Regions from separate parts of the Mus musculus genome. Here region 2 is linked to region 1. Evidence: chromatin contacts called from public HiCAR-type data. All regions are on one chromosome and are shown on one strand. Each heading gives the region's core, a stretch centred on a gene start, on an enhancer-like site or on the middle of the called end of the contact. The rest is flanking DNA. Distances are from core to core; before and after follow the strand shown. Region 1 holds the start of E030013I19Rik (RIKEN cDNA E030013I19 gene). Region 2 holds the start of Stamos (signal transducing adaptor molecule (SH3 domain and ITAM motif) 1, opposite strand).

The links. HiCAR-type assays count read pairs that join an accessible place to other places.
Region 2: a HiCAR-type map of astrocytes shows a contact between it and region 1, with 4 times the contacts expected there. The contact joins the promoter of Stamos here to the promoter of E030013I19Rik in region 1.

The regions. Positions count from the first base shown.
Region 1 is chr2:12,299,057-12,302,983 of GRCm38.p6, reverse strand. It overlaps E030013I19Rik (RIKEN cDNA E030013I19 gene), which reads right to left and starts at 1,738. Exons shown (of 2, transcript NR_040353.1): 1 at 1,395-1,738. Itga8 (integrin alpha 8) reads left to right here and starts at 1,040. Exons shown (of 30, transcript NM_001001309.3): 1 at 1,040-1,407; 2 at 2,013-2,146. The coding sequence starts at 1,202.
Region 2 is chr2:14,072,274-14,076,195 of GRCm38.p6, reverse strand. Stamos (signal transducing adaptor molecule (SH3 domain and ITAM motif) 1, opposite strand) reads left to right here and starts at 2,262. Exons shown (of 2, transcript NR_038162.1): 1 at 2,262-2,613. It overlaps Stam (signal transducing adaptor molecule (SH3 domain and ITAM motif) 1), which reads right to left and starts at 2,096. Exons shown (of 14, transcript NM_011484.3): 1 at 1,860-2,096. The coding sequence starts at 1,899.

The DNA.
Region 1 (3,927 bases), core at 489-2,988:
CTTCTCTGTCTCTCTCTCTGTCTCTCTGTCTCTGTCTCTGTCTCTGTCTCTCTCTCACACACACACACACGTGTGTGTGTGTATATATATATATATATATATATATATATATATATATATATATATTTAACACAGCCTTCTCAGGCTAGTCTTGAACTTGTTAGGTTAGCCCAGGCTGTCCAACAAAAGATCCTCTTATTACAGCCCCTGCCCCCAAACAAAACAGTGTTGGGATTTCAGGTATGTGTCACCATGTCCCACACTTCTTTGCCTACACTTAAATTCTGTGTGACCTCAGAGTCATGTTGTTTTTTTTATCACCAATCTATGTCCTGAAAAGTTTGTATTTATAAAAAACCATTTATACACACAGTTCTAGTCTGCTCCCTTCACCTTCGGGCTCCTCGAAAGATCAACAACTAGTACTGGTGAGGAAGAGATCCTGTTGTCTCAAACTTTCACTCCCAAGCCCTGCTTTTGAAAACTGTTAACTGCAGCATTTCTGACTTTGCAGTCCTTCATCACAACCTCATAGGATAGAGGTTTATACCAAATCATACAATGTGCCAGAGATGCCCTTGAGAAAGACTGAGAAAACCTACAGGATTTTTGTATTAGTATGTCAGCGGAATAGGAGAGGAAGAGGGTTCTTACATTCCATTATCAAATCCCATTTACTGAGGAAGAAACTGATTTACCCTCAAAGGTAGAGGTGACAGCCATATAACCACTCTTTTCTGGAGTTGGTATACTCTTTTGTATGCTTGTATCCGAGCTGCGCAATATTGGGAAATCATTAAATTCTCGCCGCATATGGAACACCGCTTCTCCAAAACAATGACTTGAGGTGACATCCATAAAATTTAGATGGTCCTTAAACTAGAGACTCGAAATCTAGCGGGCTCAACAGGCACTTGCCCGGTCCTAGACCGCAAGCTCCGTCCTGCAGCCTGAGAACTAGCCGCTAGAGGGCGCGAAGAGCGCGCCGGCCCCAGCCAGGGGCTGGAGAGGGTCGAGCGCGGGATCCGCTGCTGCAAGCCCAGAGCAGCGGGGTCGGCGGGCCGCACAGGGCGAGAGGACTGTCACTGTGGACGCTCCTAGCTCACCGACCCGGGACACCGGCCTCTGGGGAGCGTCAGGCCTTCTCCTCTGGGCTCCACGGCTCCCGATCCCGGGTGAACAGCGTTCGGGAAGGAGGGCGATGTCTGCGGGAACCCACTGTGGTCCCCCGGGGAACCGGGCACCTCCGTTCGCGCGTCTCTGTTGCGTCTCGGCCGCGCTGGGGATGCTGTGGTCCCCTGCGTGTCTGGCGTTCAACTTGGATGTGGACAAGCTCACTGTGTACAGTGGCCCCGAGGGCAGCTACTTCGGCTACTCACTGGACTTCTACATACCTGATGCGCGCACGTAAGTTGCTGGGTTGGGTTGGTGGCTTGGTGGCGCGCGATTCCAGGTCCTGTCTCTGTCTCTCAGAGGTCTCCGCAGCCAGGAGGAAAGGATGTCTGATATTTCAGGCAACTGCCCACTCCGGGTCGGATTCTGCTCTTTGCCTGCTACCAACATCTTTCCTCCTGACTTATGCTAAATAGATGTGCCCATGAATCTGGGATTGGAGATGCTCCACTGGTATATAAGTTCGGATTCAAAGACAAGAGCATTATACAAAGGAGAGAGTGGGGCGGGACAGACTCAGGTCAGTTTTAAAATAAGGACCGCGCAGTCTGTTCCTACGGAATCTCATAGCGCCTTAGGTTGCAGACAGTTGGGATCTGCCTTCCCCATCACAGTCTCCACCTACCTCCACCTAGACAGGCAGAACCATTAGCAGCCTCTTCCAAAACCAGGTTTCTGGTGCTCATAGGCTTCCAAAGAGGAAATCAAGTTTGGCAGTCTTTCCACAATAAACCTGTTTGTGCCTGCCGCTGCTGCCGCAGTCCGGTGGGCATGCTTCTACAGACTGGGCACACGGGTAAATGTTCCCAGAGGAGTGACTTTCTCCAATCTCTTTGCAGAGCCAGTGTCTTAGTGGGGGCACCCAAAGCCAACACTAGCCAGCCGGATATCGTAGAAGGGGGAGCTGTCTACTACTGTCCCTGGCCCTCAGAGAGGTCTGCACAGTGCAAGCAGATACCGTTTGACACCACCAGTAAGTGATGCTAACCTGTAGTGTGGCCCCTGGTTGAAAAGAACCAGAGCCATTCCTCGCGGCAATTTAGTGTTCTTTCCCCCCCTCCTAATGTAAATCTGAGTGTTTGGATGCATCTGGTAACATCCGTTTCCCTACTGTTCAGAGGTGAACACTAGGGGAGGAGGTGCTTGGGACCAGTAGAAACCCACAGCTGTGAGGGGAGGGGAGCACAGGCTTAATACTTGGTTGGCAGAGGCAGGCTGGTGTCTGTGAGTTCGAGGCCGGCCAGAGTTACAAAATAACCTACACTATAGAGAATCGGGTTGGTCCTCAAATATAGAGGTGGAGACTGATAAAGGACTCGCTTGGAGTATTTGTAATTCTCTAGTTCCCAAGTCCGGAGGTGAGACTTGCCCTGTAGTAGATCCAGACTGCAACCTGGGGTGCTTGACATTCTAATTCTTTACAGAAAGAATTTTCTTTCAAAATACTGGACATTAGATGCAAAATACTACAGGCAGAGTGTGGATGGATTATATTCATTTCCAAAAATCCCCCAGACAGATGTTTCTTATTTAATTAAAGGGAAAATACCATTTCATCTGCTGTTTTTAACTTGGATCCTAAGAAAATAATTTAAAAGGGGTGTTTTGAAAACACCATCACTCGGTGTTTTAGCTTGTAGCACCCAAATGTTAGCATTCAAATAACATATATTATTAGAGAATACCCTCTTTTTTTTCAAAGATGCAAATATGTCAGGTCAAATGACGGCGTGATGGGCAATAAATTAAGATTCCTTGTACACGTCATACTTTAGGACATTGTTCTTACTTTCCCTGTGGTCCTGTGGTTATCTAACTTATGCATCTAGGATTTATGTAAATGTGCATTTTCACAGAATTTTGAAAAAATTGATTGGGTGGTATGTACCCATGACGTTAATCTGTGTCATTTCTGTTGAGAGGGACTATCAATATGGAAATCATTTTGAAGAAAAATTATGCAATCTTTACCTTGAATTATGACCCAATTAGAAAAACATTTCATAAAAAACATTTTGAATTTATATTTCCATGCCCATCCATTGTCATACTATCTTGTTTGTTATTTTATTAATGGTTCAGTTATTTGAAAACAGATTTATAAGGCTTTACTTTATTTACATTCACATTTAGCAACTGGAACTTTTAAATCGTTTGTGAATAAAACAGTGGCGTTTTGATCCTTACTGATCTCTACATCAGAATAAGTTCCTGGGACGGGGGTGGTGGTGGTGGTGGTGGTGGTGCAGGGGGGTGCTCAGTGGGGAAAGAGCTGGCTACAATCCACAGTTCCATGTCAAAGCTAGGCCACGGCGTGTGCTTGTGACCTCAGCACAGGGGGACTGGTAGACAAGAGCCTTTAAGGCACTTTCTAGTCACCTGATCTTAGCTAAAACAACAGTGATCTTTAGGTTCGATGAGTGGCCCCGCTTCAAACAATAAGGCAATAGTGATCAGGAAGAATATAGCCTCAAACTCTGGCTTCCACAGATGCTACTTGGGCAAGCACATCTGCACACATGTGTGCACACATCCATATACCACGCACACAAGCACACACCAAGACTGCATCTAAGGTTTGATCATATAAGCATGAAATCAATACCACTTTAATTATCCGAGCAAATAAGTCTTGTAAGCTTTATTTGTATTTATCTCTGTGTGCATCCGCTTATGTTTGGTACATATGTATGGTGTCCATGGAAGCAAGAAGCATGTGTTGGATCACATGATGTAGGGGCTGGGAACTGAACT
Region 2 (3,922 bases), core at 1,013-3,512, 1.8 Mb before region 1:
GGAGCAAAATAAAGAACACATTGATATGTAATGTTTAAGACAAAAATGCTGAAATTTGTAGAACATGGGGAAGGTGAAAAATCACTGTATTTAAACAGCCCCCGAGACATTAAGTCATGTCTTTTAAAGTCATGACTGGCTGTGAGATGTTACTGGCATCCACTGAGTGAAGAGCAAATACAAAGTTAACAGCCTTCATGTATAGAGCATAACCTCCTTAAGGATTTTATCTATTCCAAACTGTCAGTAACACTGCTACTTATAAACTCCAGGTTGCAGGAATCAGCAAATAATTCAGGTACAACAAGTCAGACTCTAAGTTGACCTTAAAGCATGAGGACATATGTGTGGAAAGACACATGAAATAACAGAAACAAAAGTATAAAGGCAAGAAGGGGCCTGTGTTTGGACTGGGCGGTGTAGGTAGCAAGAACAGGTTTAACATCAAGAAATCCATCTGAATCCACTGCAAATGTGAGTTCAAAAAAAAAAAACAGAAAGAATACATATTAGGCCCTGGGTTCCATTTCCAATACCACAAAAAGGAACAAGCCAGGAGAATATAAGTGTGACTGATTAGCAGAAAGCAAGATCATATAGGATCACTATAGGTGCCAGGAACAGAGGCAGCAAATATTGTTTTATTATAAGCATTTGTCCTAAAGACTGATGTAACAAATTGTAAAACAGCCAAAGAGCCGCAATGAGATGGTCTTCATGGTTGCATTTCTTGTCAATGAACACTGTGTTCAGTAAGTACTGGTGCTAAGCACTTATTAAACACAATTTCCCAATTCATTACTTATTTAGCACTATTGATGATTTCTAAAGTTCCATCCACAGCTCAGATTCAGGACATTCAACTGAATCACTATGAACCAGGCAGGAAGCGGCAGTAATAGTACATTTTCTCCAGTTGGCAAAATGTAAAATTCACCTCTAATAAACAAAATTCATAAAGTAACTCTCACAAGTTATCCTTACATTCTTTTACTACAGTTATGCTTAAATTCAGCCTGTGGGACTGGATGGTATTGGTTCGCTTTCATTCCACACTATGCTGCCAGTGTAGTTCAATGTAATGCATTCAAAAACATCCCAAAATTCTTTCAAGAAATTCAAATCAGGTCTGAAAAATAGATAGCTAACCTGTTAAATTGGTATGCTTGGTACCTAATACCAATGATTCAGACAACAAAAAATTTAGCATTTCAGACCCCATCCTAGAATCAAAATCCTCTTCCACACTTCCCCAAAGGCAGAGGCCCAGCCTGAAAAAGGCATCCCAAAGGCTCATGTCTGCGTTTTCAGTTGTTGCCAAGTAATCCATCTCCATCTCTTCCAACATTTCAACCTACCAGTACGTAACCAGACCTCTCTCCTCCAGGGACCGTTATAGGGCTATTTAAAAAACCCTTTAAGTAACCTTACCTAAAACATTCTGCCAGTTCCATTGGGCCAGGCAAATACTTTGGCGATAGAGCATATAATCAATCTGCTTAAGCCAAGATACGTCTGTCCTTCGCTCTTCTCCCAGAAGCCATGCCCCAGCGGCAGATGGCTTCGTCGTCTGTTCCTCCCGAGGCAACCCTTTACCCCGAATCCCTTAAGCGATTCCTTCAAAGCTCCCCCTCCCCAAGTCCCTTACCAAGGCCCATTAGAGAGGTTCTAAGTCCCATTTCTTCCAAAGAGGATGCGCCAAGCGCTCAACCCTCTCCCAACTCTGAACGAAGGGGCCCCGGGAGAGAAGAACGTGGGCTCGGCCTCGGGAATCCAGAATGAACGAACGCAGTGGGACGGGAGTCGGCGCGGGCTCGCAGTCTCGGGGGGCACCCACGGGGGGCGGTGAAAACACTTACCAACATCCTGGTCGAAGGGGTTGGTGGCAAAGAGAGGCATGTCCGCTGCGTGCCGAGGTGTCCCCGGGGACTGCCCCTCGACCCCGCGGCACTCTAGGGGTGACGGAGAAAGGAGGCCCCTCAGGTACAAACACAGCAAGGGCGCCTGCCTGCCAGTGCAGGGTCCCTCTCAGCCCCTCCTCTCACCCACCCCAGCAACAGAGGCGGCGGCGGCGGCAACAGCCGAGAAGCGGAACAGGCCCCCGCGCGGGGCGTGTCGGGAATGTAGGCGACTTGAGCGCTGCCTGAACACTGCCCGCTCCGGGTCTGGCCAGAGCCCGCCGCCTCCGCCGAGGCCCACGCGATGAGCCGCCGCTGTCTCTTCCTCTGCTGAGTTCCCGCGTGCCCGTGGGGTTAGCGGCTAGGTTCTCGGCTTTTCCATGTCCCCGGGCGTCTCGGGAGGACGAGGTCCTTCAGGCGCACCGAGGCCGACTAAGAGCCTCTAGAGTGAATAAGAGACTGGGAGAGGGAGAGGGTTCAGTTTGGGTCCAGCCAAACCCTTAATTTTTAACTCCTTGGGTTTATTCGATGGGTTGTTGTGATGTTGCAATCCCTCTAGAAAGTCAGGCAGTCCTTTGGGTTACCCGAGGAAAATGTTGAGCGCGCTCGTCGAGGGTTCATGGAAGTTGCTGGGATTGGAGTCATGTGAGCTGGTGGAGCTGGCCTGAATCCCTTGGAGGGAGTGTCGAGGCGCACAGCCTCTCGAGAGGCTGAGGTAACGCTGGCTCATTCCCCAGCCTGAGATCAGAGGGAGCCTTCCTGGGTGTGGGCTCCGACTGACTAAACGTGCAGTCACTGAGTCCCTGAGAAGATTAGACCTTCTCAGCCTGAGATAAGCACGCACACCCAACGGCAGAAATTGAAAAAAAAAAAAAAACACACACACACACATGAAAAATGGAGCCAGACATTGATGAGGACTCTTGGCAACTTAAAATGTTGATTTGGTGATCTAATTTGTACATATGTATGTAACGCACGCCCCCTCCCCAGCTCCCAACACACACACACACATTGTCCTCTAAATCATGTGAAATCTAAAGAATCATCTCTTGGAAATATTACGTAAAGTTAGCAAGTCGGTCTTGCACATGCACTGAGATTCGGTAAAAAGTGCCCAAATAGGGACCCTTACAAAAAGGGAAGCTTATAAACATGTCAACAAGATTTGTATAACAGTACAAACAGCTTGCTTACTAAACAGTTAAAGTCGAATTTTGGAGGAAGAGGAGCAAACTAAAGCATCGGTTAACGTTTTCAGTCATTTAAAACTAAAAGAATCCAAGGGATGGGAAACAAAGTTGCCTGATGGGGTATAAATTACAGCATTCTTAAGAGAAAGGATGGGAAGTATATAGCCAGCTTTTGGAAATGTGCCTCTGGTTCCAGTTATTCTGAATTTTAAATCTTACAGTCTTTTAAAACATGAACCAAGATATTAATGGCAGCGTTGTTTACAATATCAAAGTTTTGATGACCGCTAAACTGTCCGACATTAAAGAGATTGGACAAACTCCTCTGTCTGTTTCCTCATAAATAAGAAACGGAAATGACAAACCATTGAAGATGAAATAAATTACTAGAAGCAAATCCCCTGTAATAGTGTCTAGCATATAGTAAGCACTCAAGTGGAATCAATAGTTATAATTGTACTTATTTGGCCATTGAAAGTAAGAGCATAGATGTGTATTTACATAGACATCTGAGTGGATAAGAGTTTAAAAGGCTTTAAAGACTGACTGAGGATGAGCCTCAGTGATGGGGTACTTGTTTAGAATGTGAGAGGCTCTGGGTTCTGACCTTGGCACTGAAAAAGAAAAAAAAAAAAGCCTTCAAATATATGTGAAAAAATTCTACAATTTTAAACAACCTGAACGAAAATATTTTCTGAGTAACTTAATGAGCATAATTTTTCTTTCAAAGGGGTGGAGTTAAAATATAAAAATGTGACAAATGTCAGACATTAACGCCACCATTTTCTTAAGATTTTTGAAGTGCTTTTGTGTCATTATGAGAAGTATAAA